Linked DNA regions of Mus musculus: region 1 is linked to region 2. Evidence: chromatin contacts called from public HiChIP or PLAC-seq data. All regions are on one chromosome and are shown on one strand. The core of a region is the stretch at or near the end of the contact, and the rest is flanking DNA. Distances in the headings are between cores, read along the strand shown.

Evidence for each region. HiChIP or PLAC-seq counts read pairs in DNA pulled down with a chosen protein or histone mark.
Region 1: an H3K4me3 HiChIP or PLAC-seq map of bone marrow-derived macrophages shows a contact between it and region 2, with 5 times the contacts expected there. The contact joins two enhancer-like sites. A contact is called at or near these places in 2 of 115 datasets of contacts at active chromatin or transcription factors (bone marrow-derived macrophages and memory CD8 T cells).

What each region holds. Positions count from the first base shown.
Region 1 is chr17:26,998,276-27,001,934 of GRCm38.p6, forward strand. No RefSeq gene overlaps it. Among named protein-coding and RNA genes, the nearest start is that of Zbtb9, 27 kb to the left of the region's middle. Within about 2 kb of position 1,851, at least 40 of the 459 cell types and tissues checked have an H3K27ac peak or open chromatin away from gene starts, as enhancers often do. A contact at or near this core is called in bone marrow-derived macrophages, where this site is marked.
Region 2 is chr17:26,748,242-26,751,543 of GRCm38.p6, forward strand. The region is part of intron 4 of Crebrf (CREB3 regulatory factor); the gene reads left to right. Among named protein-coding and RNA genes, the nearest start is that of Bnip1, 31 kb to the right of the region's middle. Within about 2 kb of position 1,925, at least 6 of the 459 cell types and tissues checked have an H3K27ac peak or open chromatin away from gene starts, as enhancers often do. A contact at or near this core is called in bone marrow-derived macrophages, where this site is marked.

The sequences.
Region 1 (3,659 bases), core at 601-3,100, 250 kb after region 2:
GAGGGAGTCAGATCTCCTTACGGATGGTTGTGAGCCACCATGTGGTTGCTGGGATTTGAACTCTGGACCTTCGGAAGAGCTGTCGGGTGCTCTAACTCACTGAGCCATCTCACCAGCCCCATCATTTCTTAACTAAGTTTGTGTTGTTTTCCTTCACACTGTGGCTTGTTCAAACGAGAAAGATACGTCGTCAAAGCGTGGGTTTGTCTGTGTGGTTTGCCACAGAGGCCGTGGGGGATCTGAAGCACGGGGCTGGTGTGGTATCGACCCGCCAGTGGGAATTTAGCGTGCTGGGTGGAGAGATTTTGGAGCTCTGAATCAGTCTCCCTGAGATAAGAGCTGGCCAGGCTTGAGAGTAGCAGGGTGTAGCGCGGGAACTTGGAGTTCTTGTAATATTTCCCGCAAGATTGCTGTATGCCTGTAACCCTTTGGTAACAAGAGGCTAAGGGGAAAAGAATTTGAGTTCCAGGTCAGCCTGGGTGACACAGTAAGAACTTGGGTAAAAAAGTCCAGGGGAGCCGGGCAGTGGTGGTGCACACCTTTAATCCCAACACTCGGGAGGCAGAGGCAGGCAGATTTCTGAGTTCGAGGCCAGCCTGGTCTACAGAATGAGTTCCAGGACAGCCAGGGCTATACAGAGAAACCCTGTCTCGAAAAAACAAACAAACAAACAAATAATAAATAAATAAATAAATAAATAAATAAATAAATAAAAAAAATCCAGGGAAGGGCTGGAGAGATGTCCAAGTGGTTAAGAGCACTGGCTGCTTTTCCAGAGGTCCTGAGTTCAATTCCCAGCAACCACATGGTGGATCACAACCATCTGTAATGGGATCTGATGCCCTCTTCTGGTGTGTCTGAAGACAGTGACAGTGTACGCACAGACATGAAATAACTAAGTCCGCAGCTTGGAAAGGTAAGGCTAGAATGGGAGCAAGTGCATGCCTGTCACCTCAGCACTTGGGTGCTGAAGCAGAGGGTCCCCTCTGCGTTTAGCTTGTTACAGCACGGGCACAAGCAGGTGAATGACTTAAGATTGATCGGAAGGACTCCGGTGGGTGAGTGGGCACAGAGTCAGGAGCTGTGTGGGTAGCGGGAAACAATCAAATCCCTTCTCTCATTTGGTTAAAGAAAAAAGAACATGTGCATGCACATGTGTGTACATGTGTGTGAGGAGACCAGAGGAGGGTGTTTGATCCCTAAAGCTAGAGTGACAGGGACTCGTGAGCCACCCAGGGGTGCTAGGAAGCAGATTTGAGCACTCCAGGAAAGCAGTAGCGGCTCTTAGCCACTGAGCCATCTCTTCAGCCCCTCTCTTTTAATTTTTACTACATTAAAAAAAATTAATTTCATGTCTGTGAGTACACTGTTGCTATCTTCAGACACACCAGAAGAGGGCATTGGGTCCCATTACAGATGGCTATAAGCTACCATGTGGTTGCTAGGATTTGAACTCAGGACCTCTGGAAGGGCAGCCAGTGCTCTTAGCCATTGAGCCATCTCTCCAGCCCAAATGTGTAACCCAGGCTAGCCTTGAACTCATGATCCTCCTCCCTCTGCCTCCTTCAGCAAATCCTACCAGCGTGTGCCACCACAACAGGCTCTTACTACATTTTTTATCATCTCTCTGTCTCTGTGTGTGCGTGTTCATGAGACAGAGCGTCTGTACAGGTCAGAGGACATCTCTCAGGAGTCGGTTCTCTCCTTCCACCCCATGGATCCAGAGGACCAAACTCAGTCTGTCAGGCTTTATGACAAGCCATCTTCACCAGCAGCATTTGTGCATTCTTCTCCCTTACCCCTGTTCATGAGTGACTCCGAGAACTTCCTGACTGTGAAGACAAGACAGCAGGCAGGACCCACCTCCTCGGGTTGTGACGGGGATGAGCGGAAATGGCAAGCTCAACTCACCCTGCTCAGCACCTGGCTCCTGAGGCATTCCAAGGGAATGTGACTGTCTACCTCTACAGATCCGCGCATGCGCGTGCTCGCGGGCCCCATTCTCCCTGTTGTTCCCGGCGCTATTAATTTCACTTTCTACTTACTATTTTTGGCACTTCAGAGGAGGAGTCTGTGGCTTTCTAGCAATTCTGGATATTATGGTGTTCTCTCTCACCTCTCACGGGGTTTCAAGGCTCATAAACCTCCCCCCTCCGGGCTTGCTGCCTTATTCCTGGCAATTTGGAAGGCAGTGCTGTGCCATCCTGCCCACACTTGACTGTTGAGGATCCCCCCTCCCCCAGCCTTTGCTTAAGAGGAGGGTCTTATGAAGGCTTTATTTTTAAGTAAGACTCTCTACCTCCATTTCCCCTGCCCCCATGCTTCAACCTCTCCTGCTCTCCTGAGACAGTGGAGGGCTTCCATCCCTTTCCTTTCTCCCCGCACTCTGGATTTCAAGATCAGCCTGACCCAGAGAAGGGGCAAATGGACCACATATATGCTGGGGTAGCCACACAAAGACCAGCAGAAATGGCTCACTCCATCCTCACTCATTCATACGAGAGTTGGGATGTTATAGGCCACTGGTAAGGCTGGGTGTGACGGCGCACACAACTGTAATCCGAGCGGTCAGAAACAGGAGTGCTACAAGTTCGATGCTAGCCCAGTACACGTGGCCTGTTCTAGGGTAGCCACCCTGTCTCAGAAAACAAAACAAAAAGCTGTGTGTAGCTTTCAAGCCAGCCTGGAAAGGCAGCCTCTCCTCCCGCGTGCCCTGTCTTCCCCTGTGCCCCCAACCTTGGTTTCAAATAGAACTGCAAATGGAAACCTGGCCAACTCTGGCTGAAGTCCTCTTCCCAAGACCTTTCTTCTTTAGCCTGAGGTGGCCTCAACCCACCATTCCCCAAAGCACACCACACATCTGTGTCTCTAAGTGTAAAATTGCAGGATGGACCGCACAGACACCCTGCATTCAACAAGGCCTGTGTCTTTCGCTCCAAGGTGGGTTCGGCTACCCAGGGAAGACAACAATGAGTGTACACCTAGCCCAGTGCAGCCACAGACGGGAAGCAATTCCATCTCTGTAAGTCTACAGCGCCCCCTTCAGGAACAGACAACAGGAAAGGGTGTCACCACCTGCAGGCAACCTCCTAGGCCTGGCCAATCCAGGCTGCTCTCTCTGACTCTTGACCATTGCCCTTGGCACTGCTGTTCCAACTCCTGCCGGTCAACTCCTTTGGCCACTAAAAGCCTAGAGACAGCTGGGTGTGTTGGCGCACACCTTTAATCCCAGCACTCCAGAGGCTGAGACTATTCAGATATATTGTTGGTCAGCCTGGTCTACACAGAGAGAGTTCCAGCACAGCCAGGGCTACACAAAGAAACCTTGTCTGCAAAGTGGTGGGGAAGACCTAGAGACCTTGAAGAAATTACCTGTTGAAATGGTGGATTTCAGAAAGGCAGAAACCAAAGCCACGTAATTAGAGTCACGTGATACAGGTCCCTCCCTCCTGCCCAGGAGGGAACAAGTGTGGCCTGAGCCGAGTTGATGGGTTCCCGTTGCACAGATCTTCCTGGGAAGACATGAACAAACATCTGCTTGCCCAAGGTGGTCGACCAACTTATCACCAAGGAGGAATTCCAACCCAAGGCTGAGTGCTGAGCCGGTGAGCTCTCTGAGAGTAGGAAAGGAGACAACTGAGCTGCCAACTCTCTGAGAA
Region 2 (3,302 bases), core at 675-3,174:
GCTTTCTCTCTTTCTGCAAGGTCTTACTGTATTGTCCTGGCTGACCTGATACTTGCTGTATAGCACAGGTTTTTCTTAAATTCATGGTACTCTTGCCACGGCCAATTGAAATGCAGACAAGAACCACAGTGTCTGGCAATAAAATCCTTAAATCATTTTTGTTTTTCATTGCACTGATGTGTGTATGTGCTATAAGAAATTAAAAAATGGGCTGGGCGGTGGTGGCACACGCCTTTAATCCCAGCACTTGGGAGGCAGAGGCAGGTGGATTTCTGAGTTCGAGGCCAGCCTGATCTAAAAAGTGAGTTCCAGGACAGCCAGGGCTACACAGAGAAGCCCTGTCTCGAAAAACAAAAGAAATTTAAAAAATAATATGGTTTCATCCTTCATAAGTTTGTGAGACTACTTCAGTTTTGTAGTTTTAGCAATCTGTCCTAGATAATTGTTTATTCTCTAAATGAATCTGAAGTTCACTGCTATAGGATGGAAGCTTCTATGTTTGTCCATCTTGTTTTCAGTGTTGTTCAAGTCTGCTATGTCTTGCTTTTTCCTGTTATTTTAATGTTGGTGATGTGAGTGTGTGTGTGTGTGTGTGTGTGTGTGTGTGTGTGTGTGTTTTGGCTTTTCAAGACAGGGTTTCTCTGTGTAGCCCTGGCTGTCCTGGAACTCACTCTGTAGACCAGGCTGGCCTCAAACTCAAGAAATCCACCTGCCTCTGCCTCACAAGTGCTGAGATTAAAGGTGTGTGCCACCACTGTCCGGCTGTTTGTGTATGTCTTACATCCCTTCTTTTGGTTTTGCTTGTGTCAAATTATTTATTTCCTGTGTTTTCTTGGGCATTGTTAAATTAACCTCCTTGGGTTGGAATTTTCCTTTTAGTATCTTTTGTAGGTTTGTATTTGTGGATAGATAGGATAGATAGATGGTCCTGTTTTAAGTTACTTTCCCCAGTGAAGGAGGATCGTAGAGGATGGTTAGGCAGGAGTTTGTGGATGGGTGGGGGAGTACCCTCTTAGAGGATACTCTTTTTGATCCATCCATTATGGAAGACAAGTAGTAGTTAAGTTCCTCACCACTAGATTAAGCATTTCTTCTTGTCAGTAATGTTATTATTTGCTTTATATAGTTAGGTGTTTTGATGTGGGTATATTTAAAAGTTCTTCTTGATGAAATAACCCCCATTTATCAACATACACAGCTTTTCTTTCTCTTTAGTGAGAGCTTGCTGCTTAAAGTCCACTCTTAAGTCTAGCACACACTATCATGGATCACCTTCCCCTCTCATTTGCCCTTAATTGTTTCTCTTGTCTGAAGTATGCTATGTACTTTAGCCTGGCATTGAACTTGTGTCCACCTGCCTCATCCACCCAAGTACTGGATGAGAGGCATTTCCCTATCACACTTTACTTTACTTTGTAGTATCATTAATTATTGATAAGTAAGGATTTATTGTTGGTTTTTGACTGTCAGCATATAATTTTGAAGTGCTGGCAACAAATCTTGGGACTTGCATATGCTAGGAAAGTATTCTACCACTGTTGGTACACTTCCAATCTTTGTCTTTAGTTCTTTGATATTCATCATTCATTCTCTCTCTCTCTCTCTCTCTCTCTCTCTCTCTCTCTCTCTCACACACACACACACACACACACACACACACACACACGAATATATACTGAGTACATCCTCTTCATACCCTACTACACCCGTTTTCAACCGGTGGGTCATGACTCCTTTGGGGTCCCATATCCAATATCCTGCATTTCATAGATTTACATTATGATTCATGACAGTAGCAAAATTATGGTTATGAAATAGCAACAAAATAATTTTGTGGTTGGAGGTCACCACAACATGAGGAACTGTATTAAAGGGTCAGAACATTAGGAAGGAAGGAAGGGTGGGACGCTGCCCTGCTACTGCTCTCCCTTTCCTCTGCACTTCCTTCCGATGTAGTTCCTCTTTTCCCCTGATGGCACTTGTACTTCCATATTATAGATGATTTCATCTATGTAAAATCTAGGAAGTCAAAATGAGATAAAACATATGTGTCCTTATAAGATAGAGCGATCCCTTCATGGGATAGATCTTTCTCTTTAGCTCAGAGCATTCCTTCAAATATCTTCTGTAGAGCTGGTTAGGTGGTCACAAATCTTTTTAGTCTGATTTTATCATTTAAAAACTAGCCAGCACTGTGTCCAGTGCTGACTTCTTTTCTCTTCTCTTCTCTTCTCTTCTCTTCTCTTCTCTTCTCTTCTCTTCTCTTCTCTTTTTTCTTTTCTTTTTTCTCTTCTCTTCTCTTCTCTTCTCTTCTCTTCTTCCTTCCCTCCTCCTCCTCCTCCTCCTCCTCCTCCTCCTCTTCCTCCTTCTTCTTAGCTGTTTATATTCTCTTGAAATTCATTCAGAATTTGGTTTATGTCCTTTTTGTTTCTTTAAATATAATTGTTGTCTGGAATTTCATCTAATTCATTGTCATTGGAGAATATTACTATCTGGTAAATGTTGGAGGAACCATGTTGCCTTTTTTTGTTTGTTGTTTTTATATTTTTGCATAGGGATTTATGCATCTGGAATTAGGTTGATTGAGTATTTTTATCATTCTTACTCTTCTATTAGAAATGTTTAGAACATTTAAGAGAGACTCAGATGTAATAGGATTGAGATGCCATTTTGCTCTGCTATACTGGTGCTTCGTGCACTAGTTAAGTCTCCAGGACTTAAAATGTTGTCTACAGAAAAAAATCACTAGCAAAATATAGGCCTGGTATGAATTTACAGTCATGGTTACGTAACAATCATCCCCTAAGCTCTAATTATTTCAGGAAATAAAGGAACACTAGTAGCATGATAGACTAAGGTGTCAGTTCCTGTCAGATGAGTAGAAATGGGAAAAAAAGAATTTGTGGTTAGTATCGGGAAAAAGAGAGGAAGAAAAAATAGAGGAAGAAAAAAATAAAGAGAGAAGGCGAAATAGGGACACAGTGAGGCAGTCTGCCTAATGGAGAATGAAAAAACAAAAGGATGGAAAGAAGTGCAACAGAATACTCTAAAAGATTCCCAGGACCCGGCAGGATGAGATAAGTAAACCGTACAAATCAGGCTAGCCTGTAATTTTTGGGAAAACCTATCAAATGAAATGTGAGAAGGCAAAGAGTATAAGCTTAGGAGAAAAGAAAATTGAAAGGGGACCAGAGGAGTAAGGGTAAAGGGAGAAGAGGATAGACTGATGTGGTTAATTGGTACTGGGTATTAAATATAAAGGGAAGAGCTTGATGGGGTATAGTGTCTGAATGCAGTCTCCC